Linked DNA regions of Nomascus leucogenys: region 2 is linked to region 1. A link is a contact called in public Hi-C data. All regions are on one chromosome and are shown on one strand. The core of a region is the stretch at or near the end of the contact, and the rest is flanking DNA. Distances in the headings are between cores, read along the strand shown.

Region 1 (4,201 bases), core at 1,511-4,010:
AGAGGCCGAGGCAGGCAGATCACGGGGTCAGGAGATCAAGACCATCCTGGCTAACATGGTGAAACTCCATCTCTACTTAAAAAACAAAAAAATTAACCAGGTGTGGTGACGGGTGCCTGTAGTCCCAGCTACTTGCGAGGCTGAGGCAGGAGAGTGGCGTGAACCCGGGAGGCAGAGCTTGCAGTGAGCCGAGATTGGGCCACTGCACTCCAGCCTGGGCGACAGAGCAATACTCCGTCTCAAAAAAAAGAAAAGGTTCTGAGTTGACATTGATACTTAGGGACCTTAGGCAACATGATGGCCTCTATGTTAGAATGGAGAAGTGTGGGAGCCAGGTAGTCCATGAAAGTCTATCTCACGGCAGGCCCACAGGATTCGTTGCCCTATTCAGTGGTAATTTCCAAAGACCTTGAATGTATAACTGGAATGGATGTACTTATTGTTGGCAAACCAAATTAGTTCCTTGGCCTATAGGGTAAGAGCTACCAAAAAGGCTAAGTGGAATACGCTGAAACTACTTCCCTACCCCTTCCTTGGCCAAGACATAAGAAGTGTCACTTGCAGAGGGAATGGCAGAGATTCATGTCTCTCTTAATGACCTAAAAGGTACAGATGGCAGTCCTCATTGTATCCCCATTTGATTCAACAGTAGGCCCTTCCCAAACCCATATGGATTATGAGGATGACAGTGGATTATTATAAAAGATCGAACAAGAATTTGCTCCAATCATTTTGCTAGAACAGACTGAGACATCCTCAATTACATGGCATCCAGGCTTTGCTCTGGCAAGTGTGTTCATCTGCCAGGTGAGCAAAACATGGCAGGTAAGTTGGAGGCCTTGGTAAAAGACAAGCACTACAGAGGGTGGAGATGGATCCTACACAATTTCAGGGGCCTACTACAGCAGTAACATTTTAGGGGCATCACAGCAATGCTCTCCAATAGGGAGGGTGGATTATTGTGTTTCACATTCCTACCTCTTTTTTTTTTTTTTTTTTTTGAGATGGAGTCTCACTCTGTCACCCAGGCTGGAGTGCAATGGCATGATCTCAGCTCACTGCAACCTCTGCCTCCCGGGTTCAAGTGATTCTCCTGTCTCAGCTTCCTGAGTAGCTGGCACTACAGGTGTGTGCCACCATGCCCAGCTAATTTTTTTTGTATTTTTAGTAGAGACGGGGTTTCACTGTGTTAGCCAGGATGGTCTAGAACTCCTGACCTTGTGATCCGCCCACCTCAGCCTCCCAAAGTCCTGGGACTACGGGCGTGAGCCACCATGCCTGGCCTACACTCCTACCTCTTAACAAGGAAGCACAATCCTTGGTAAGACCTTTTGGGTTTCAAAGGCAGAACATTCTAACTTGAGCAAGAATCATGACATGGAATGCTGTCAGCTCTGAGTGGGGCACAGAGCAGGAAAAGGCTGGGCAGCAGGTCCAGGCTGTAGTTCAAGCAGCACTTCCACCTGGGCCATATGACCCAGCAGCTGTTATAGTAGTAGAGGTATCTGGGCTGCAAAAGACACCATGTGGAGTTTATGGCAAGCCCCACCATGTGAATCACAATATAGACCCCTTGGATTATAGAAGAGGTCTTGTCATCTTCAGCACAGAATTTTATGCCATTCAAAGATCAGCTCCTAGCATGACACTTGTAAAGAACTTGACCATGGAACATCATGTGACCTTGACCAGACCTGTTTATCATGAGCTAGGTTCCATCAGATGCTTTAAGTCATGAGGTCAAGCAAGTCTAGCAGTAATTCATAAGTAAAATGGGAGTGGTGTATGTGAGTTTGGGCATGTTTTAATATAGGTGTTATTATTATTTAAGTATAGTAAGTCCAATAGATCAGAAGATGACTGGCATTGAAAAGATAGTTTGTAATACAGATCCCAACAGAAGCGGGTATTCCATGCTATGGGGATCCCCATGAAGAAGCACTGGATTGGTCAGGAGGCAGAGAGTGGGGAACTGTGGCCAAGAGCATTTATTGTGGTTTCCATGGGAAGGAATGATGAGGCATGGTAAGTGGATTCGGAATTGGCTAGTTTGAATAATCTTTTTTTTTTTTTTTGAGACTGAGTCTTGCTCTGTCACCCAGGCTGGAGTACAGTGGCACAATCTCAGCTCACTGCAACCTCTGCCTCCTTGGTTCAAGACATTCTCCTGCCTCAGCCTCCCCAGTAGCTGGGATTACAGGCACACACCACCACGCCCAGCTAATTTTTGTATTTTTAGTAGAGACAAGGTTTCACCATGTTGGCCAGGCTGGTCTCGAACTCCTGACCTTGTGACCTGCCTGCCTTGGCCTCCCAAAGTATTGGGATTACAGGTGTGAGCCACCGCGCCTGGCCAGTTTGAATAATTTTAGTGTGCCCTGGGGCATAGGTCTGTGCACAGTTGTCTGTTACTTAGGTGCAATGTGGGTGGAGGGAAGAAAAAGTGGGAGAGAGGAGTAATTTTTTTAATTTTTTTGGTGCTGGAGTGATTAGAATAGGGGGATAGTGGCCCAGAGATAAAGTGCCTGTGCTGCGCCCCGACGCCGCAGGAGGGCGCCAGACTCCGCCTTTTCTGCCCTGCGTGAGGCGCATGCGTGTTCCGTCTGCAGCTGCTGACGCCCATCCTGGGAGCCGACACCAGCTTCGTTCCCTCTGAGCCCATTCGGGAAGCGCCACACAGCTTCGGCTTCGGACGATCCAGGGCCGCGTCCTCTGTGAGGAAACAGCCGTGACGGCTGAGGAGGGAGGGGCCAGCTCTAACCGATTGCTTAAGTTGTTACAGATGGTACAGAGCCAGTGGCTGAGTTTTGTAAATCAGGTGTGTTCATTGAGCGAACTTTCCCCTTCGGAATATTCAGCATCTGAGGAGGTTCAGTTTGATTTTGTCTATCGCTGGCGGGGCGCGGGCTGACGCCTGGGACCCCTGCACCTGGGGAAGCCGAGGACGATCGCTTGAGTCCAGGAGTTCCAGACAAGCCTGGGCAACACAACGAGACCCCGTCACTACAAAAAAGAAAGAAAAATGTGTCTATCTCCAATCCAATGGTGAAACTAGGATGTCTGTAATCTCCTCGTAACATCCCGGATTATACATTATTACTGTCTTTACATTTCTTTTTTGTTCATTTTCAAAATTGGAAAATACATTCACTTGTCTTGTAAAAGTTTGTCTTTAAACATACTTGCAAATTATGTTTTGCAAGAGAAAAAAACTTTTATTTTTGTTTTTCTTTGTTGTAAGCAAAGGCAATGCAAGTGTTCTTTTTTTGTCAGAATTTTTTGTTGGAAAGCTTATTTAATTTTCCACTTGTTTCAAAATATTATCCCATATTGATGAGTTGCACAGAAATTTCCTTTTTTTTTTTTTTTTTTTTTTTTTTTTTTTTTTGAGACAGAGTCTTGCTCTGTCTCCCAGGCTGGAGTGCAGTGGCGTGATCTTGGCTCACTGCAACCTCCACCTCCCGGGTTCAAGCAATTCTCCTGCCTCAGCCTCCTGAGTAGCTGGGATTACAGGCGCGTGCCACAACGCCCAGCTAATTTTTGTATTTTTAGTAGAGACAGGGTTTCACCATGTTGGTCAGGCTGGTCTCGAACCCCTGGCCTCATGATCCACCCACCTTTACCTCCCAAAGTGCTAGGATTACAGGTGTGAGCCACCGCGCTTGGCCCTCCCCAGCTTTCTAAAGAGGGACCTGGGCTCCTCCCCTCTGCAGCCATGGGTATTTAGGCCAGGCATCTTGGCAGGCATTAAACCAGTATCAAACCCATCAGGGGTTTCTCCCATGAGGTTTCAGCACCTTCAAGAGACTTAACACTCATGTTGAAATTTAATCCCTAATGCGGCAGTGTTGAGAGGTGGGTCTTTAAGAGGTGATTTGGGTCAAGAAGGCTCTGCTCATGAATTAAGGGATTAGTGGGTTAATGGATTAATGGGTTATCATGGGAGTGGCATTAGTGACTTTATGAGGAGGAAGAGAGACCTGAGCTGGCACCATCGGCCCCCTTGCCACATGATGCCCTGTGCTGTAGCAGGATGCTGCAGAGTCCCCACCAGCAAGACGTCCCCACCAGCAGCCCCTTGGCCTTGGCCTTTTCAGACTCCATAATTGTAAGAAACAAAAGCCTTTTGTTTATAAATTACCCAGTTTCAGGTATTCTGTTACAAGCAACAGAAAACAGACTAAGACAGCCAAACCACTAA
Region 2 (4,327 bases), core at 290-2,789, 110 kb after region 1:
CAGCATAAGGGTGCTACAGAGTCAGAATGCAAATATCTGCACAGATAGCAAACTATCTATAAAGAATCAGAGAGCAAATACTTTAGGCTTTGCAGGTCATACGGTCTTCTTAGCAACTACTCAATTCTGCCTTTGTAGCACAAAATCAACCATAGCCATGGACAAGATGTAAATGAGTAGGTGTGGCCCATTCCTTCAATAGCCATTTATCCAATAAAATCTTATTTACAAAAGCAGGTTGGATTCAACATGCAAGCTATTATCTGCCAAACTCTGCTGCAGCAAAACAAGTCAGCTGTACAGAAAATAATTATTCGAGTTCAGAGAAATATAATGCAAGGCAAAATGCTGTCAATTACAAACCTGTTTTATTTAGATCAAACCTAGTGTGACACCAACATCCCAAGTGGCTATAAACTATAGATTAACACAAGCCCCAGTGTGGCCATACTCTTCCCCACCCCCCACCCAAATTGCAAGTATGCAGTAAATAGTAGAGCTTATGTTGAGTACCTGCTGCCCTCCAGGCCACACTCAGTTCCTGGTGCAAAGTGGAGGCCTGGTAAATATTTGTGGAGTTCCCAGTGGCAGTTTTAAGCCAATATCCAACCTTGGTGCTGAGCACTGGAATTAAAAACTAAAGCTCTGGCCGGGCGCGGTGGCTCACGCCTGTAATCCCAGCACTTTGAGAGGCTGAGGCGGGCGGATCACAAGGTCAGGAGATCGAGATCATACTGGCCAACATGGTGAAACCCCATCTCTACTAAAAATACAAAAATTAGCTGGGTGTGGTGGCATGCGCCTGTAATCCCAGCTATTTGGGAGGCTGGGGCAGGAGAATCACTTGAACCCAGGAGGCGGAGATTGCAGTGAGCTGAGATCATGCCACTGCACTCCAGCCTGGAAACAGAGCAAGACTCTGTCTAAAAAAAAAAAAAAAAAAAAAAAAAACAACAACAACAAAACTAAAGCTAAAGCTCTTTGCAGGCCTCCTGTTCTGAGAGTGTCCGGTACAAGAGCTGCTGACAGCTTTCTAACATGGGCCGCGGCAGCACCCAGACCCAGCTCCCCCAACAGATAGTGGGAAGCTCGAGTTGCACAAAGACCAAAGCTCATTTCAAGGTCAGATTCCTGCTGTAGGAGCAGCTGAGCAATGAAGGAAATACATCAGCCCCCTCAGCTATATTCTTAGCCCAGGGCCTACAACCTAGTAAGTTAAGGGCTCAGAAAGTATGAAGCACTTTTCAATGTAACAGTTCATGTGCATCTTTCATTACCAGCATGGAACCAACCCTGCCCCATATCAAGTCCCACTCTGGGCAATTCATAAAACTGTTCTGACTCAAGATAACAGGTTTTGTTGAAAGTGAAAGGAAGGACAGTTGCAAAAGAGGCAGAAGAGACCTTGGAGAGGCCAAGAGAGAAAAAGCCATGAGAGGGTGAATCACAGAGGCAAAGAGTTATTAATACCTCCCATTTGCATAGTGCTAGACTGTTTTCAAAACATATGACCCCAAGACCAGGACTCCCACGGCCAAACCTCCCAACCCACAACCATCACACAGATCACCATTTTCCTTATTTCTCAGTATGAATGTCATTCCAGAAATAGCTGAGTCTCTGAGAGGCCCCCATCCTAAACAATGTGGCCTTTGCCCATATGCTTCGCCCACCAGCTCAAGCATGCCCAAAGCCCAGCGTGGGTCTTGCCCCCTGGGCTTCAACTTCTCCCCAGCTGGTGGCTTTGAAACGGGCTTGCTGGTCAGGCTAACTTTGCCTATGATTCATGCAGAAAGCAAAACAGATGGAGACAACTACGTGCCAGCATGGAGCTCACAAAGGCAATGAAGACCACATGGGCGGCTCTTTCAACAGGTAATCCTGGCGGCATTTTAGCTAGAGCAAAGCCTGTGTCTGGCCACTAGTGGGCACAAACTGCTCAGTAAGTGGAAGGAACCTTCATGTCAAGGTATTCCGGCTAAACTTGATACAGTTGTTCAATGAACTGCATTCCTAATTAAGAGGCTTTGTGGCAGGCACAGAGCTAGTTTGTGGGGGTCGAGTTCTGCACTTTGACATCCAAATCCTTGTTCTGCTAGTGAGTTCTTGGGCTTCTAAAGGGAATAGCATGCAGCCACTGAGGTACCTGAGGTTACTGGATAGTAGTAAGCTGTCTGAGGCTTTTTTATATGCTTGTTGGAAAACTAAAGAAACAGGGAAACAGAGTAGGCTTTGTTTCTCTAAGAATTGCTCTTGGAAGACTTACTCCACCAGATACAAAAGAAAAAAGAGGGGCGTGGGTTGTATGATCAAGGATATCAATCTCCCTCCTTGGTAATTCACAATGTACCATGAATGATCAAAGCCTGCTTAACTTTCAAAACAGTGTCTTTCAAACGGATTTATCAGGAAACTTTTTTTTTCTGTATTTTAAAACAAGAGCTCACTTAAAAACACTGAGTTTAGCCATAGAAAATGATGGGAAAGGCAGTTGCAATTGCAGTCATGAACTGCATCAGTGAAGAATGAACAGGGAATAATTGGTTTAGTTTTAAGATCTTTAGGTTTAAGAGGAATTCTCCCTATAGAAATAATAGAGTTCTCCTCCTTCTTTCCCCCAAAGTATGAAAAAAGACCACGCATTATGGAAATTAAGAGCTAGAACAACAGAGCTGCTACCCCCACCAGTGACAGTAAACCAATGCCCATCTGCAAGCACAAAACCCATCTCTGCTCCCTCTGCCTACTGAAATTCTACCCCATTGCCAAGGCCCAGCTCAGAGGCCACCTCCTTTTAGGATCCCTCGATGCCACAATTACATCCTGAACATGAACAGAGGCTCTGGGACTCATGCAATGTGCAGGTCCTACTTCAACTTCAGATCCTACCTCAATGCCCACTCTGCTTTTAGGAAACCAGGGTACCTGCCCCAAGTTACCTAATTTGTTAGAGGCAGACCCGGTGCAGAAAAACAAGGACTCCCTGATGCCCAGACTACTAGTTTTTCCACTACAACACACTAGGGGTGCAGAGAAGTCAATGATATGCTTGAAATCTAATGAATTAAACTATTCTACCACCATTCTTCAGACTTAGAATCCACAAAAACTAGACAGGGTGGAAGGAGAATGGTGTGGCAAAAAGAGAGAGGCTCCCCTTATTCTCTGCTCATCAGCCTGCCAAGCCAAACCACTGACCAAACTTCAGAAGGGCAAGAAGAGGCCCTGCTTATGCAGCTGGGATTCCAGTGGAATCCCCAGCACCAGAGAAGCCACTGAAAGAAGGAAGGAAAGAAAAACTGCAATCGTCAACTGTTTGAAGAGTCATCATGTAGAGGAGAGACTGGGGTCACCCTGCGGTCATTGTCCAGGAGGCACTATGGAGATTTAAACTCTTTAAGGACGAGCCAAGCAACTTGGTAAAACCCAAGTCCAGCACATCAAGCATGAATGAAGGCAACTAGAAGTGACTGGACAAAAGAGGGGCAGTGTTGGGTTTAACAAGGTAATTTCTTTTTTCTTTTCTTTCTTTTTTTTTCGAGACGGAGTCTCCCTCTGTCGCCCAGGCTGGAGTGCAGTGGCGCGATCTCGGCTCACTGCAGGCTCCGCCTCCCAGGTTCACGCCATTCTCCTGCCTGGCACCCGCCACCACGCCTAGCTAATTTTTTTTTTTTTTTGTATTTTTAGTAGAGACGGGGTTTCACCGTGTTAGCCAGGATGGTCTCGATCTCCTGACCTCGTGATCTGCCCTCCTCGGCCTCCCAAAGTGCTGGGATTACAGGCATGAGCCACCGTGCCTGGCAGAGGTAATTTCTTAAGTTACAATATCTTCTGGCATTCCTCCCTCCTCACTGGCTGCTCATCCCCAGTCTCCTCTCCTTCCTGTACCCTCGTTAACCCCTGGCATGCCCAAGACTTAGCTCTGAACCCTGTTCCCCTTTTCTGCCTTCTGCTCTCAACTCTTCCCCAAGTAACTGTATTCAGCACCACAACATTGAATACCCTTCGGTATAGAGGAATGACCCTTGACTTTGAATTTCCAGCCCAGACCTCTCCCCTAAGCTAAAGACTTCTAAATTGAAGTGATTTGCTGACCTCTCTGATGGTCAAAATATAAATCCTGATTTCTACACCTTCCCCCAAATCTTCTGTTCCTCCTTCAGTCTCCCCATCTCAGTCCAAGATCCAGTTACACATCAGTTGCTCAAGCCCAAAACCTAGAGTCATCTAGAATCATTCTTCCCTAACTCCCTACATCTAACCCATCAGCAAACCCTGTCATGAGACTTGTTTTCTTCTCTACTTCCCCTCCCTAGCTAAGCCACCA

The links. Hi-C and Micro-C count contacts between places; a contact is called where the count stands out from the background.
Region 2: a contact with region 1 is called in a Hi-C map of a lymphoblastoid cell line, with 4 times the contacts expected there. The contact joins two enhancer-like sites. A contact is called at or near these places in 2 of 4 Hi-C or Micro-C datasets (both in a lymphoblastoid cell line).

Annotation. Positions count from the first base shown.
Region 1 is chr19:62,190,256-62,194,456 of Asia_NLE_v1, forward strand. No RefSeq gene overlaps it. Among named protein-coding and RNA genes, the nearest start is that of ZNF287, 7.1 kb to the left of the region's middle. Within about 2 kb of position 2,761, the one cell type or tissue checked has an H3K27ac peak away from gene starts, as active enhancers do. A contact at or near this core is called in a lymphoblastoid cell line, where this site is marked.
Region 2 is chr19:62,302,927-62,307,253 of Asia_NLE_v1, forward strand. All of the region lies in intron 3 of PMP22 (peripheral myelin protein 22), which reads right to left. Among named protein-coding and RNA genes, the nearest start is that of PMP22, 14 kb to the right of the region's middle. Within about 2 kb of position 1,540, the one cell type or tissue checked has an H3K27ac peak away from gene starts, as active enhancers do. A contact at or near this core is called in a lymphoblastoid cell line, where this site is marked.